Linked DNA regions of Mus musculus: regions 1, 3, 4 and 5 are each linked to region 2. The links are chromatin contacts, called in public HiChIP or PLAC-seq maps. All regions are on one chromosome and are shown on one strand. The core of a region is the stretch at or near the end of the contact, and the rest is flanking DNA. Distances in the headings are between cores, read along the strand shown.

What was found. HiChIP or PLAC-seq counts read pairs in DNA pulled down with a chosen protein or histone mark.
Region 1: a contact with region 2 is called in an H3K27ac HiChIP or PLAC-seq map of embryonic stem cells, with 3 times the contacts expected there. The contact joins two enhancer-like sites. A contact is called at or near these places in 1 of 484 Hi-C or Micro-C datasets (the N1E-115 cell line), 5 of 115 datasets of contacts at active chromatin or transcription factors (astrocytes and embryonic stem cells) and 1 of 9 other capture datasets (embryonic stem cells).
Region 3: a FOXA1 HiChIP or PLAC-seq map of pancreatic cancer cells shows a contact between it and region 2. The contact joins two enhancer-like sites.
Region 4: a contact with region 2 is called in a FOXA1 HiChIP or PLAC-seq map of pancreatic cancer cells. The contact joins two enhancer-like sites. A contact is called at or near these places in 2 of 484 Hi-C or Micro-C datasets (the N1E-115 cell line and bone marrow-derived macrophages), 2 of 115 datasets of contacts at active chromatin or transcription factors (embryonic stem cells and pancreatic cancer cells) and 1 of 9 other capture datasets (embryonic stem cells).
Region 5: a contact with region 2 is called in an H3K27ac HiChIP or PLAC-seq map of embryonic stem cells, with 3 times the contacts expected there. The contact joins two enhancer-like sites. A contact is called at or near these places in 2 of 115 datasets of contacts at active chromatin or transcription factors (embryonic stem cells and hepatocytes) and 1 of 9 other capture datasets (embryonic stem cells).

Annotation. Positions count from the first base shown.
Region 1 is chr19:42,890,492-42,893,197 of GRCm38.p6, reverse strand. The region is part of intron 9 of Hpse2 (heparanase 2); the gene reads left to right. Among named protein-coding and RNA genes, the nearest start is that of Hps1, 110 kb to the right of the region's middle. Within about 2 kb of position 1,432, at least 8 of the 459 cell types and tissues checked have an H3K27ac peak or open chromatin away from gene starts, as enhancers often do. A contact at or near this core is called in embryonic stem cells, where this site is marked.
Region 2 is chr19:43,497,841-43,500,576 of GRCm38.p6, reverse strand. It overlaps Got1 (glutamic-oxaloacetic transaminase 1, soluble), which reads left to right. Exons shown (of 9, transcript NM_010324.2): 9 at 20-825. The coding sequence ends at 159. Among named protein-coding and RNA genes, the nearest start is that of Got1, 25 kb to the left of the region's middle. Within about 2 kb of position 1,371, at least 88 of the 459 cell types and tissues checked have an H3K27ac peak or open chromatin away from gene starts, as enhancers often do. A contact at or near this core is called in embryonic stem cells and pancreatic cancer cells, where this site is marked.
Region 3 is chr19:42,858,901-42,861,600 of GRCm38.p6, reverse strand. The region is part of intron 9 of Hpse2 (heparanase 2); the gene reads left to right. Among named protein-coding and RNA genes, the nearest start is that of Hps1, 80 kb to the right of the region's middle. Within about 2 kb of position 1,375, at least 6 of the 459 cell types and tissues checked have an H3K27ac peak or open chromatin away from gene starts, as enhancers often do. A contact at or near this core is called in pancreatic cancer cells, where this site is marked.
Region 4 is chr19:42,658,911-42,661,610 of GRCm38.p6, reverse strand. No RefSeq gene overlaps it. Among named protein-coding and RNA genes, the nearest start is that of Gm25216, 40 kb to the left of the region's middle. Within about 2 kb of position 1,255, at least 109 of the 459 cell types and tissues checked have an H3K27ac peak or open chromatin away from gene starts, as enhancers often do. A contact at or near this core is called in pancreatic cancer cells, where this site is marked.
Region 5 is chr19:42,586,910-42,589,609 of GRCm38.p6, reverse strand. The region is part of intron 6 of R3hcc1l (R3H domain and coiled-coil containing 1 like); the gene reads right to left. Among named protein-coding and RNA genes, the nearest start is that of Loxl4, 25 kb to the left of the region's middle. Within about 2 kb of position 1,334, at least 15 of the 459 cell types and tissues checked have an H3K27ac peak or open chromatin away from gene starts, as enhancers often do. A contact at or near this core is called in embryonic stem cells, where this site is marked.

The sequences.
Region 1 (2,706 bases), core at 183-2,682, 610 kb after region 2:
TGAATGCTAAGAGTGTATGCAAAATCTAGCACCAGCAACTTCCTCTACCCAGATGTTTACAGCCTCAAACTATTTGCTGGCAGAGACCTTCTGCTGAGACCAGCTAACTCTCCACCCTGCCCCCACCACCATCCTGTGCATAACAGACTTGTGGTACCTGGTGGCCATATATTTGTTCTTGTTCCGTCAGAGCTCACACCCACCAACCAGCCCAGCCTTGCTGTCTGTGTGCCTATGTGTCTGCCCTTCTCTATTCCTTTACCATCCCAGTCAGGTTTCAGGCCCAAGCTGTGCTGGACCAGCATCTGGGGACAGAGATGTTTATGCCACATGCTAGCACTGGTGGCCTGTCTGCTAACATTTGATTACTAATTGACCCTCATTCAGCAACATCCACTTCTCCGGAGTTTTTGGTTTTCCTTCATACTGGCACCTGCTCTTAGAACTGACATAGCCTCTGCTCCCCAAACCCTGAGACTTCATAGTTTAATTCTGTCACCAAAATTATTCTAGAACATGGAAGTTCCTTGTGACCTTACAGACCATGGAAATCTGAGGTCAGACAAAAGCAGTGTCAAGCTAGGCATGCTGAATGTGCCTCCTTTTGCACTCAAAGTGCCACTGATCCCTGGCCCCACAGCTGCCCTGAGTTGGCCTGGGAAGTCTTCCAACAGTGCTTTGTTCTTTTTCCATTGCCCACCAACTAGGGAGTGAATACTGAGTATCTTTCCTGTGGTCCAGGTCTAGTTTCCTGCAAACCTTCCCTATATATATATATATCATGTCATGTACTGTCTTCTCTACAGTGTGGTTTCTAATGAACTTCTGTGTTCATACCCCAAAGTGTTGTTAAATTAAGAACAGTTTTAGGAGTAGACATATAACAAAATATTTTTAAGACCGTTGCCTTATGAAAGATTTTTTAAAGCTAACTTGAAACTCGAAGTGGAGGACTGATCTTTTCAAGGGGCCTCCGACTTTAGCATAAGCTCAGATATCTAATTAGAGAGATATAAGGAGCTGAGGGACAGCAAGATCCCTAGAGAATACAGCTGAGCATGCTGTAGAGAAAGAGTGACACGCCGGTCACTTCGTGTATTCTCTCATTTCAGTGAAACATTCGTAATTAAACTGTTTTACCTTTAATTTCTTACTTAAGATCCCAAAATATACTTTTATCACACTTTATTGCCTTCTACAGAGCAGAAAATCATCCAGAGCACATTAGCATATGTCTTCTTTCAAAAATGCAGACAAAGAGAAGGTTCAGAAGGAGCGTTCTGACTCCAGAAGGTCAGAAGCTGTTTCTGAACTTAGACAAGAGAGGTTAGCGGAAGTTCAGTTGATTTCGGGAATCCTTGGACAAGGCAGTTCTCAGAAGAGGGAGGAACTGTGCTCAAGAGTTAACAGCCATTGTTTAGGCAATTTGAATTTTATTAAGAGGGGTAGGAAGGAACAGCTGTGGGAGACACAGACATGCTAGGGACAAGGACGTAGTGGAAAATTCTCTGTCCTTAAGTGTCTCTTAATTTACCAAGTGGAAAAATATACCCGTGCTGTCTTCAGCTTGTGTGAGTAAGTCTTCTGATGGTGTGGCCTGATCCGCCTGAGAACTCAGTCTCTTCTGAACTAAATGTACAAACTTCTTACAAACTGTGGTGAGGTTCACACACTTTGAGCATAGTAAGTAGGATTTCCATCAATGTCTGCTTTTCTGGGCTGGGAAGAATCTGTCTTCTTCAAACAATGACAGAGACAAACGCAAGCAGGATGATCACCGTGAGAACTTGGCCACAGCACTGTGAAAGGTCATGGCAGAAACTGGTGCTCTCGGAGAGAGGTTAGTGTTTGATCTGTGCCTCAAAAATGGTAGTGTTAGAGATAATACAAGGTAGTCCTTAATTCTTATCCTGTGCTGTCCATTTTATAAATATAGCATCTCTCATCTTCTCACATCCTATGCCACTGATGAAGATCTCATTTACTTAAGAAGCAGAGAGGGTCAGTCGGTGGTGGCGCACGCCTTTAATCCCAGCACTCGGGAGGCGGAGGCAGGTAGATTTCTGAGTTCGAGGCCAGCTTGGTCTACTGAGTGAGTTCTACAACAGCCAAGGCTATACAGAGAAACCCTGTCTCAAACAAACAAACAAACAAACAAACAAACAAACCCAACTCCCACCCCACCCCCCAAAAAAGAAGCAGAGAGGGGAGCCACAGAGGATAATACCTGTCCTGAGGGCACAGTTAGAAGTGGCAAGCCCAGAACACTCTGGCGCCAAAGCCTGGTACCATTCTGTGCACCAGTGTTCCCCAAGTTAAGATGGGTATAACTAATATGGAGAGAGAGCAAACAGGGTGTGCTGTGTCTGCAAGCAGGACAATATGGGCTGTTGACGCCACCAGAACAACTGCACCCTCCTCCTTGTTCTTGTGAGATCAGAAGGAAGTTTCAGTGTGATGGCCTGTGTCCTTGGTACTCGGCCAGTCCCCACTCTCCAGATCGAGGACAGCATATGCCTGCTACAACTGGACAGTGTATCCATCATATAAACCATTGTTTTCTAGTTGTGAAAGATTACATTTAATTTTTATGTAATATGATATAAAGTAAACATTTAAGTAATTATTAAGGAAATGCTGGTGTAGATGGACAAAGGAGCGGCCACAGCTGAGGCCCTTAGGGTGGGGCAGTGCTATACAGTGTAT
Region 2 (2,736 bases), core at 122-2,621:
CCTCCTGTCTTCTCTACAGCCAAGCAGGTCGAGTATTTGGTCAACGAGAAGCATATCTATCTCCTGCCGAGTGGTCGGATCAACATGTGCGGCTTGACCACCAAGAACCTAGATTACGTCGCTACCTCCATCCATGAAGCCGTCACCAAAATCCAGTGAAGAAACACCTCGTAGTTCACGCCACCAAAGCAGTTCTTGTCACACCTTTCCTGCCTGCGCAAACCTAGCTGTACCTAGCTGTACACGTCCTTTATTAGAGATGACCGAGGGGAAGCAGCTGCTGTTTAGCTGACCCCCCACATGAGAAGACGTTTCTTGAAATGAGCCCCGGGGGCTCTGGGGTTAGAGCCTGTTGGAAACCAGAGTAGATTAAAGTTATTTAAGAATAAAAAGAACTTTGGCTATGAGATGTAATCACCTTGCCTTCCTCTCTAGCATTCTGCAGGAGTGATGCCCACGGAGCCTTGGGCTTCTGCGTGTTGCCTGACTGTACAAAAGTCTAGTCTCAAAGATCAAGTTGGTCTGAGGAGCCGGATGTGACTGTGGGTGTTGGCTGGGGCATTAAAACTCATCATCGCCACCCATCTCTGTCTCTCGTCACCCTGATCTCCCCGCACGGTTGTGTCCCTGGTCTGGAACATTAGTTTTTTTAAGGCAACTGTGGCCAATATTTATATCATGACATACAAATGGATTTACGTATTTGACTGAAATGAAAGTTCCACTAAACGGTATTTGCTCTTGTGATATGTGGCACATTGTGATATTTTCTTAGTCTGTTCTGTTTTATTTAAAAAATAAAACTGCTGATCAAGACAAGTGAAATGGAGTTTGTGATCCATTCATGAGTTGCCACCCACAGTTTAGAATGAAGTCTTTAGAGGGGTTCACTGATGGCAAAGGTAAAGGAAAAAACAAAATGTGTTCATGAAACTGGAAGTTCAAGTAGGATCCAGGCTGTAAGTCCATGTTGCTTTTGTAGGTTTATCGTTCAGACACCAGCCATTTTCTTAAGAAACTAGGATGATATCATTTAGAGGGATTCTAGAATACCAGCTCTTTCCGTCACCGCTGGAGCTGCTATGTCCCTAGTGTATTGAAAACATTACAGCTGCTTAAACATCACAAGTTCCAGAGTCCCTGAACTCTGGGAAAAGGGTGGGTCTGGAAAAATTGGTAGGGCTATGCCTTACTTTAAGCAACAGAGTAACCACTTTTCAAAATATTTAAGAGTAGCTTTTCAGAATTTCCCAGGACTCCCTTGAGGTATAAAAATCCCACGATTTTTAAAGATGGTCGGCTCCAGAAGTCACCAGGTCTAGCCTGGCTACCGCAGTGAAACAGTCTGCTTGCTTCCTGTTGTCTCTGACTCACCCCCTTTCCTCTGGGTGTGGTACGGAATTCTTTCCAAGCTTACCAAGACACCCTGTTCTGTTAGTAGGGCCTTTTAGTTTAAAAAAAGACCTTTGACCTTGAGCCAGAATTTGGACTGTTGCTGTCATTCTGCCGTCATTCCTCATTCCTTTCTTTGAATCAGTCTGTTGGTACTGAAACAGTCTGGCTTCCTGCCTTCGGAGAGGAACGGTGGTTATCCCTGGTCTGGCTTTCCTTTGCAAAGCCCTCCGCCCTTGCAGATCCTACCATCTGGCTGGGCTGACTCTCTGTAGGTGCCCCAGGCTGCTGGGTGTGGACGAGGTAAAGGTTATTAGACGTTAGCTTGCAGCTTGTTTCCATTTGTATCCTTTATTGAGGTTTGTTCTTTCAGCTCTAGGATGCTGCCTTCCCTGGAAGAGTTTCTTGCATTCTCCCTAGGGGTGGCTTAAGCCATCAGACTCCAGTACCTCTGATGGGGACAGACTTGGTTGTTGTGAGCAAAAGAGCATTGCTTGTTGCTCTTGCAGAGGACTGGGGTTCTGTTTCTAGCACCCACATGAAACCACAACTGCCCGGAATTCCAGATCAAGGGGATCTGACGCCCTCTTCTGGCTTCCAGGGGTACCTACATATGCTAAGGCATACACATAAATAAATCTTAAAAAACAATTTTGATCAATGTGGCCCTCCAAAATGTCCTACCCAGTAACCACCCCCCACCTTTTTTTTTTTTTTTTTTTTTTTTGAGACAGGGTCTCTCTGTGTATCCCTGACTGTCCTGGAACTCACTCTGTAAACCAGGCTGGCCTTAAACTCAGAAATCTGCCTGCCTCTGCCTCCCGTGCTGGGATTAAAGGTGTGCGCCACCACTGACTGGCTCCCCAGTAAACTCTTACTAGGGCATACTTTTCTTGTTAGGGAAAGAGAATTTTTCTTCTAGTTTTTTATTTTTAAATTTATTTTATAAAAATTTATTTATTAGAAAAATTTCTAATTTTTCTTCTAGGGGGAGTGCCAAAACTATTTAAATTAAGGAAACAACTTTAAGTCTCAATGCCAGTACCAACATGCTAAAAAAGTTTTTAGTATTTTAAAGAAAAAAAAAAAAGATGAAGTGGGACAAATTGGTTAGCGTGTCCTGTACTGTGTCTGGGGTTCTGTGGATGTTTGGGGGACACTGCAAGAGCTCTCAGATGTGGGTGCATGGTAGACTTCAGAGGTGGGCAAACAGAAAACTCCAACTTGCCAAAACTTCAATCAAGTTGTCCAAAGGCATCAGCGCCTTTGAGAGGCAGTTTTGAGAAATGAGTTAAGCAGCCTTTATTACACCACCTGCTAAGTGTAGCCCAGAGAAAACAGCCT
Region 3 (2,700 bases), core at 126-2,625, 640 kb after region 2:
AATGTAAATAAAGAAAATATCCGATAAAAAAGGAAGTCAGAGGACAAAAAAGAGAGACGTCTTTAACTTGGTATTATTAACATTATTTTATTTTAAAATAAAAGCTAAGGAATTTGTTCAGTTGGCAAAACAGAGCTTCCTAACTACCCATTTACAATAGTGTGATATCCTATGGTATCTAAAACTCAACATATCTCAAAATGGAATTCAGTGGTCCCTCCTAACCATGTGTCTCCTCAGGTTCATGGCACCTTCATCATCACTCCTATCTAGCCTCTCCTACTTATTCACCAGGTGTAAGCTATCACTGTGTTGGTCCTTGTGTTCCTCTTTCTTTCATGATTTTTGCACTAGATAAGTGCATGAAAAATTTGTCTAGTGATTAAAATTTACTAGAGTTTCTTAGTGATAAAGATTTTAAGGCCACATACCTAGTGGTATGGAGTCAGTGACTTTAGTTAGTGTGAATCTCAGAAAAAAGAAAGTATTCTTTTCTTTTAGGGATCAGTAAACCATGTACTTTTATGTAGGAAGAAGGTAAATCCATATGGATGCCATGATAATAGAGTCTGGGATGATTAACTTGGAAATGATCTAGCAAGTGTAGCCATGGGGTAGAGGGAAGGAGGGTAATTTTATATAGGGTTCAACAGAAGGACACTGTACAGTATTTGCTTAGAATCTTTCCAAATTTCAAAACCAAAAGGCTGTCTAAATAATAAAGATATTGTATGGCAGTTTATTCAAATGACACTTATGAAGAATTATAATGAAGTACTATGCTACAAAATGAGAAGTCAAAGCTATTTTGACAAAATAGAAGAGAGCAAACATCAACACATGGAGGCCAGACAAGGGAACCCAGCAGACAGGAAAGATCCTCAAAAGCAGTCACAGAATCAGTCGAAGACCCCTTGTTCACACAGTCAGCAGTCCCATACAAACACCAAGCTGAAAGTTACAGTGTATATGCAGAGGGCCTGGTGCAGACCCATGCAGAACCTGTGCTCGCTGCTTCAGTCTCTGTGACTTCAGTGAGCCCTGCTAGTTGATTCCGAGGGCTCTGTTCTCCTGGTGTCCTCCATCCCCTCTGGCTTTTACACTCAACACCTCCTCTTTTGTGGGATTCCCTGAGATCTAAGGGAAGGGATCTGATGGAGACAGTCCATCTAGAGCCATGTGTTCCAAAGTGTGTGTGTGTGTGTGTGTGTGTGTGTGTGTCCACATAAATTGCCTGATTGTGGGCTCTGCATCTGTTCCTGTCTGCTGTAGGAGAACGCTTCTCTGATGATGACTGAATAAGGCACTGATCTATGAGTACAGCAGAAAAGGAGTATGAGTCATTTTATTGATTCTTTTTTAAAAGAGTAGTTGTTTGGTTTTACCCTAGGACTCTGGGTGATGTCATCTCTGGGTCTTGGTCATGCTAGCAGAGTTGGGCATGGGTTCCCCATGGAGTGGGTCTTAAGTCAGATGAGACATTGGTTGGCTACTCCTATAAGTTCTGTGCCACCATTATCCTAGCACATCTCATAGGAAGAACACATTGTAGGTCAAAGGTCTTGTGGCTGGGTTTGGTGTTCATATTTCTTCCTTGGTTGTGTTCAGAATATCTTCCTGTACCCAGGAACTAGAACAGAGAGGTGAAAGCTTCATGGAGGCATCCGCTGGAATTTTCCATGTTCAGTGAGTTGTGTGAGTGTGGTCTGCAGCAATGGGGCCCTGCTGTAAATTTCTGGAAAACAACCTGTTGTCTTAGCAACAGCCTGGATTGTTTGGGGATTTCCATGACCCCATTGGCCAACAACTCAATTAAATGCAACCCAGCCCTGCTATTGGAAGCCTCATTTGGTGATAAGAAATGGTCAGTTGGGACTGTGTCCCACATTAGGAGACCTCATTAGAATTCCCTTCGTATACTTTAGGAAGTTTTCACTACACTGGGTTTTCATATCATCCCTCAAATGCCCCTCAATTCTAGCTGTCTCTCACTGCATTTCCTTCCTCAACCCTATTCCCCTCCCCCTCCCCACCTTATCCTCTCATTCTCATCCTCACCCACCCCCAAACCACCCATAAAATCTATTCTTTTCCTCCTTCCCAGGGATATACATATGCCCCACCCCAGTCTAATTCTTCTGTGCCTAACCCTCTCTGGTTTATGGATTATAGAACATATCAGGGCCTCTCCTATTTCCCAGTATAGATCAAACTTGACCCACAGTGTGATGGTCCCTGAACACCTCGTCAGCACTGTCCTTTGGCCCTTCTCCATTCCCACCCTCTCTGTGACTTTCCTCTGTGCTTTAATCATGAGATAGAAGCATCCCCCATTCCCAGGGCCATTGTGGTTCCAGGACTCTACACAGATACCAAACTCCACAGATGTTTCAAATCTCCCATGTTCAATAACACAGTGTTTGCGTATTACATGCACACACCCTCCTGCATACTTACATCACCTGTAAGTCTACATCTACTGTAGACTCTGCAAACAGTCATTATTCTGTAGTTTAGTGAATAATGAGAAGAAAAATATTTATAGTGCAGGTAACTCTTTCTCAAATATTTTCAATTTGTAGTTCATTGAAGTCACAGATGTGGACTTTTGGATATAGAAACTGCACTGCATTTGTGGTTCTTCAAACATACTCTACTGCTTCCTGAATGATCATTCATTTGTTAGTTTGCTCTTCTGTA
Region 4 (2,700 bases), core at 6-2,505, 840 kb after region 2:
CACTCCCCCTTGTGGTTTGAATGTGGAATCTCCCCCACAGTCTCATGTGTTTGAACACCTGGTTTCCTGCAAGCTCTGCTGTTTTGGAAGATGGTGGAAACACTTCAGGTGGAGTCTTGATAGAGGAAGTATTAGGGGCTGCCGTGAGCCTTACATTTTTGATAGCCTTGCCCTCACTTCCTGTCAGCTGCTTCCTGGCGGGTGGTGTAATGGGACCAGCTGCCTTCCCCACCGCACTGGGTCTGTATCCTTACAACTGTGAGCCAAAGTAATTTCTTTCTCCCTTAGGTTGCCTCTTGACAGGTTTTTGGTCAGAGTAACACAAAAAGTTAAATATTTCCTCTTCTTACACCTTGCCCTTGGGCCTGGATGCAGAGGAAAAGGTAGATATAGAACTCGGCTTCCCATAGTATGAGTAGGGAGGGCTTATTGCTTCTTCTACAGCGGTGGTTCTCAACCTGTGGGTCTCAGTCCCCTCAGGATCAATGGACTGTTTCACGGGGGTCACCTAAGACCACCAGAAAACATAGATATTTACGTTGCAATTCGTCACGGTAGTAAAATTACAGTTATGAAGTAGCAACAGAAATAATTTTATGGTTGGGGGGGGTCACCACAACACGAGGAACCATATTAAAGGGCCACATCTTCCATCTTCAGCCCTCTGAGACCTAAAATACAGCATAATGTACATCAGGTATGTCCAGAGCCAGCCACTGTGAGTTTAGGCCTCACCTCTGATGCTTGTCAGTATATAACGTCATACATTCTTCTCTGTACCTCAGTTTCCTAACTATGAAATGAGATATTTGGTTGTTCCCCTCATAGCTTCTGGGAGGACAAAGTGAGTTCGATAATTGTCCTTTCCAAGCCTCTGTGCCCCTACTCTATGATACCCCAAGCGAGGGGACAGCGGCCTCCAAGCCAGAGAGAGAAGGCCACTTCTCCTCCCCACATCTTTCTCTGGAGCACCTGGCAGAAAAGATCCTAAGGAGAAACTGGGAGACCCTAGCGCGCCAACAGGCCCTCGGAGGGAGGCCATTTCTGAAGCAGAGATGAAGTGACTGGGGCCGGGCCTCTGTAGATCAGACCTAAGCAGAGATGCCAGCTCCACCCCAGAAATCCTGGAAGCCAGTTCCACCTCTCTGGGGCTCAGTTTCCCAACATAACATGAGGAGCACCCTTGGACTCCCCCCTCATGGCGTTACTGGGACATTTAAATGCATGTGACTCAGGACAGACTAGAAACAGTGACTACTTGGTAAGGTATGCAGAGATTCCCACAGATTCTTGATGACCCAATCTGAAGGCTAAGCTCAGGGGGGGGGGGGGCATGTCTCACAGAAGAGCTGGTGGCTCAGAAAGCCTGGTGACAGGCCTGAAGCCAGTCCAGGACCATGGGACATCAAAGAACACTGCCAGGCTATTTTCCAACCTAGAAACAAATGTCACCACGCCCATGTAGGCATTTCCGTCTTACCACAGCACTGGCAAGCTAAGTGGCCTCCAAGCACTGACTCTGCTGGGTAAACAGCCCTGGCTACGTGTCACTTTGGAGAAGAGCTATGGCCACGAGGTCCAGGCTTGGAAGCTGGGTCCTGTCAACAGATTCCCCTCTTCAGCCCGCACATGGATGTTCGGACAAAGTCTGGCTCTTGGCAGGGTGAGCTCAGCACAGAGGCAAGCAGAGTCCTGTGCACCACGCTGCCAAGCCGGCCCAGAGGCAAAGGGCCCGAATCTGTTGTTTTCCAGTGTGTTCCTCTGATTACAATTCAGGCTGCATCAGTCTCCTGCTGGAACCCGCTCCTGCATGTGTTCCGAAAGCCACGCGGCACTCACGTGCCTGAACACTTGTTTGCTGACCCGAGGGATCCCTCTAGCTCAAAGGCTGAGAGGTTTGAGTAATCCCCCAATTTGGAAGGACACCCGTTTTAAGCTAGATCCTAGCTGGAGCTAACATCTTTTCTGACCAAGAGAGCAAAGAGAAGCTTCTGTAGTCCTCGCAGCAGAGCCCCATGGTCTGTTGAACAAAGAAAGGGGCGTGTCCTTCGGCTTTGACAGCCCAGGCCCCCACCGTGGAGCTGCCTGCAGGCCGATGGGGCTCCCCTAGACTATTCCAAAGATGTTTGCAAACATTCCCCAGGGGCAAGAGGGCAGTAGAGGAGGGACCATTGCAAAATTCAGAAAAGTCTGGACTGAAAAAAGTTGAGCCAGTATTCTTCTTAGAACCTTTAAAAATAATGTCAGTGAGCTCTAAGAGAAGTTTCTGGAAGCCCTGCCTCTCAGTTATGCTTGACAACTTCTACCTCAGTAGTGTGAGGTTGCCAGGACTACCTACTGGCCTTCCCCACCCCACACATACATGGCTCTAAGAAGGTATCGATAAAAACTCGTCGAACTTTATTTAATGCTAAAATTCCTTTCATGGATATTTGTCGGCAGCTTAGAAGAACTTTATCCTTGACATTCAAGAAGCACATTTTAATGTCCCCAAGGGTCCCTCATGTCTAGGGACAGTTTCTACCTTTGGCTCAATTAATTGTGGCTTAAATTCCAGCCCAAGCTGTCACTGGCTTCATTTTTGTTTTGCTTTGTTTCATTTATTATTGACGTGGGCACAGGGATGCACTCCCATAGCACACATGTGGAGGCCTCGGGGCAGCTGGGAGAGTCTGCCTTTTCTCCTATTACCTTTATCTG
Region 5 (2,700 bases), core at 85-2,584, 910 kb after region 2:
ATGAACCAGGTAGATTACAGAAATCAAGGTGAGTTTTAACACTTGCTATCTCAACCTATCTTCCAAATCATGAACATCACTTAAAAAAAAATCTCTAAACTACACTTGACTGTACTGTTAAGGGGAAGGAAGTTGGCTGGGAATGTGAGAGAGAAATTCCTTGCTATTTGGGCACCATCTTGTGGCATCATCTGAATATAGCAACAAAATTACACAAGGCAAAAAAATGAGGATCAACAAATTATAAACTGAAGGCTGATTAACACTACGCCCAAGAAAGAATTCAACTGCAAAGCAGGCAGGCTTGGGTTGGCTGAGGTTCTCCATGAGCAATGCCAAGGATAAACTTATCCAAACTTTGCCAGGACTTCCTAGGAAAGTAGCATGGTTCTGAGTTAGGGAAGACGTAAATGCAAAGCAGCCATGGATGAAAAAAACTGGTTGTGAATTCCAAGGAAAAACAAAGGAATCAGGAAAATTATTTACTAGAACTCAAATTGTTCATTAAGATAGGAAACAAATCAGAAAAATTATCCCTAAACAATAGAAAAATATGACCGCCCTATAATTCACAAGTCCAAAATCAAAAGTTCTGAAAATAGTTTTTATTGTAAAGTTTGTGTCAAAATTCATTTTTGTTAGCAAACCTAACCCGACATGAGGCTTCTACTGTTCACTTCATGTGACTTGTTACATACTTTGCCCAAGGAACATGAGTGCTAATGTGTTTGCTTTTGGTGTTATAAAACATATAATACAGACACTGTGCCATCTTTGTAAAGTCACAATTTTGAAATATGTCTAGTGTTCAATGCTTGCTAACAAAAGTCCCCTAACTTCTAAGTCTCACCTGAGCATGTATATGTGTGCATGTGTGCATGTGTGTGTCAATTCTGGTGGTAAAACATGGAAACAAAGAAGCACACAGAAACAGTGAAACTATAAAGCATATGAAACACAGAGAATACAGGTCAAAGGGGCCTTTCAAGTGCTCCCCTCTGGGACAGGGGACCTGCATGACTCGCTAAGGCTCAATTATCAGGAAGAAATGAGGCCAAAACCCAGTTCTTATTTTTAAGTAGCATACTTCCCATGATCCTGGCATCTGAAAATATCAAAAGAAAAGGAAAAGCATGTGAAAAAATTAACTGAAAGAAACACGTCCCTTTATCAAAAGAAGGCATTACATGACTGGCTGCATGAAAAAGGCTGTCATTAGCATGGCCTCCATTTAGCGTAAAGTGAAGGACACAAACAGCCCAGGCAGCAGTAGGAGAAGGGAGTAGGAGAGACTGGAACAGTAGAAGGGAATGGCTAGCCTGGAGCATTTCCATAAACTGTCCTGAAGACGCCCACTCCAGTGTGAAAGCACAGATAGAAATGCCCACTGAGCGAGCCGCTGAAGTCAGAGAAGAGAGGTGCTGAGGCCTGAGAAGGGAACGCCCCATCAGGCTTTATTTGACAAGAAAAGGGAAGGAAAGAGAAGGGCTGCAAATTAAAGACTTTCAAAATTTACTTGGGCACTTAAAAAATGATCACAAAACCCACTTGTCGCCACCTACAGAGTAATAATCAGCAAGCTTTGTGCAGAACAAGCCTGGGCAAATCTAATTGCCTTCCTTTATTCCCTGGCAGACTTGGGAGATCAAGAGAAGGGAGCAGTATAAGCAAACTCTTAATTGTGGCAAGGCTTCAGACAAAGTTTATCAAGTATTTATATAATCATCAGTGTTCCAGGAGAATGTAATCCAGAGCTCATCAGGCCCCAGCTAACTGGCAGATGATCTGCAGTATGTTAAGTGCAAGGAACCACGGGCTGTTTATTTTAGCAACACTTGAAGTGGTCAGTTAGTCCTAGTGTTGACATTTTTGTCTCTGAACCAAAAGAAAGAAAGAAAGAAAGAAAGAAAGAAAGAAAGAAAGAAAGAATATTACATCTCTGTAAAAATTTTTTCACATACTTATATGGTTAGAAATGAAGTGAATTTCAGATTAATAGGCAGGAAAAACATGAAAATACCCTGAAAATCTGACTATGGTCAGTAATACAGTGCTGCAGAACGATGGAATGTGCAAAAAGGTTTCCCAGAGTTAGCTACCATGGGTAAATCTGTTTTACTACAAAAGAGCAAGTATTGTTCAGAGATGACTCTAAGTTTGCTGTGATTTAATTAATCAAACTAAATAATTAAATTATTTACTTCCTCTGCTTTAGACCTATGAACCAAATGCTGGCCTTTTAGAACCAGCCAATTAATCATCTACTCCTAAGAATGAAGTGAAATTATGAAATAAAATTATAGTAGACTTTGAAGATGAGAGAGCAGCTTATTCTGAGAAGCAGTGACATACATTTCTAATTTTAGTCAGCAATCAAATATTTGGAATGGAGAACACAGGAAGATGTCCCAGATACTCCTGTGCTGAGCCCTTTACTTATGCGGTTTCATCATTCAGCATGAAGCAGTGGTTGAAACACCTGATTAACTACAATCCAAAGCACTCAGGGATGATCTATCTCCCACGTCCACTCTCAGCACAGCTCTGATCTGTTGCGTGCTCTCCTGGGCCAAAGGACGCTCTACTCATGCTCAAGAACAATGTACTGAAGGTTTTCACCTCTTGACGCACACACTGCGATTTGCTTTAAGTGGCCTGGCACTTCCTTCTCCTCAACTTTTTCAGCTTTAGTGATCTCCC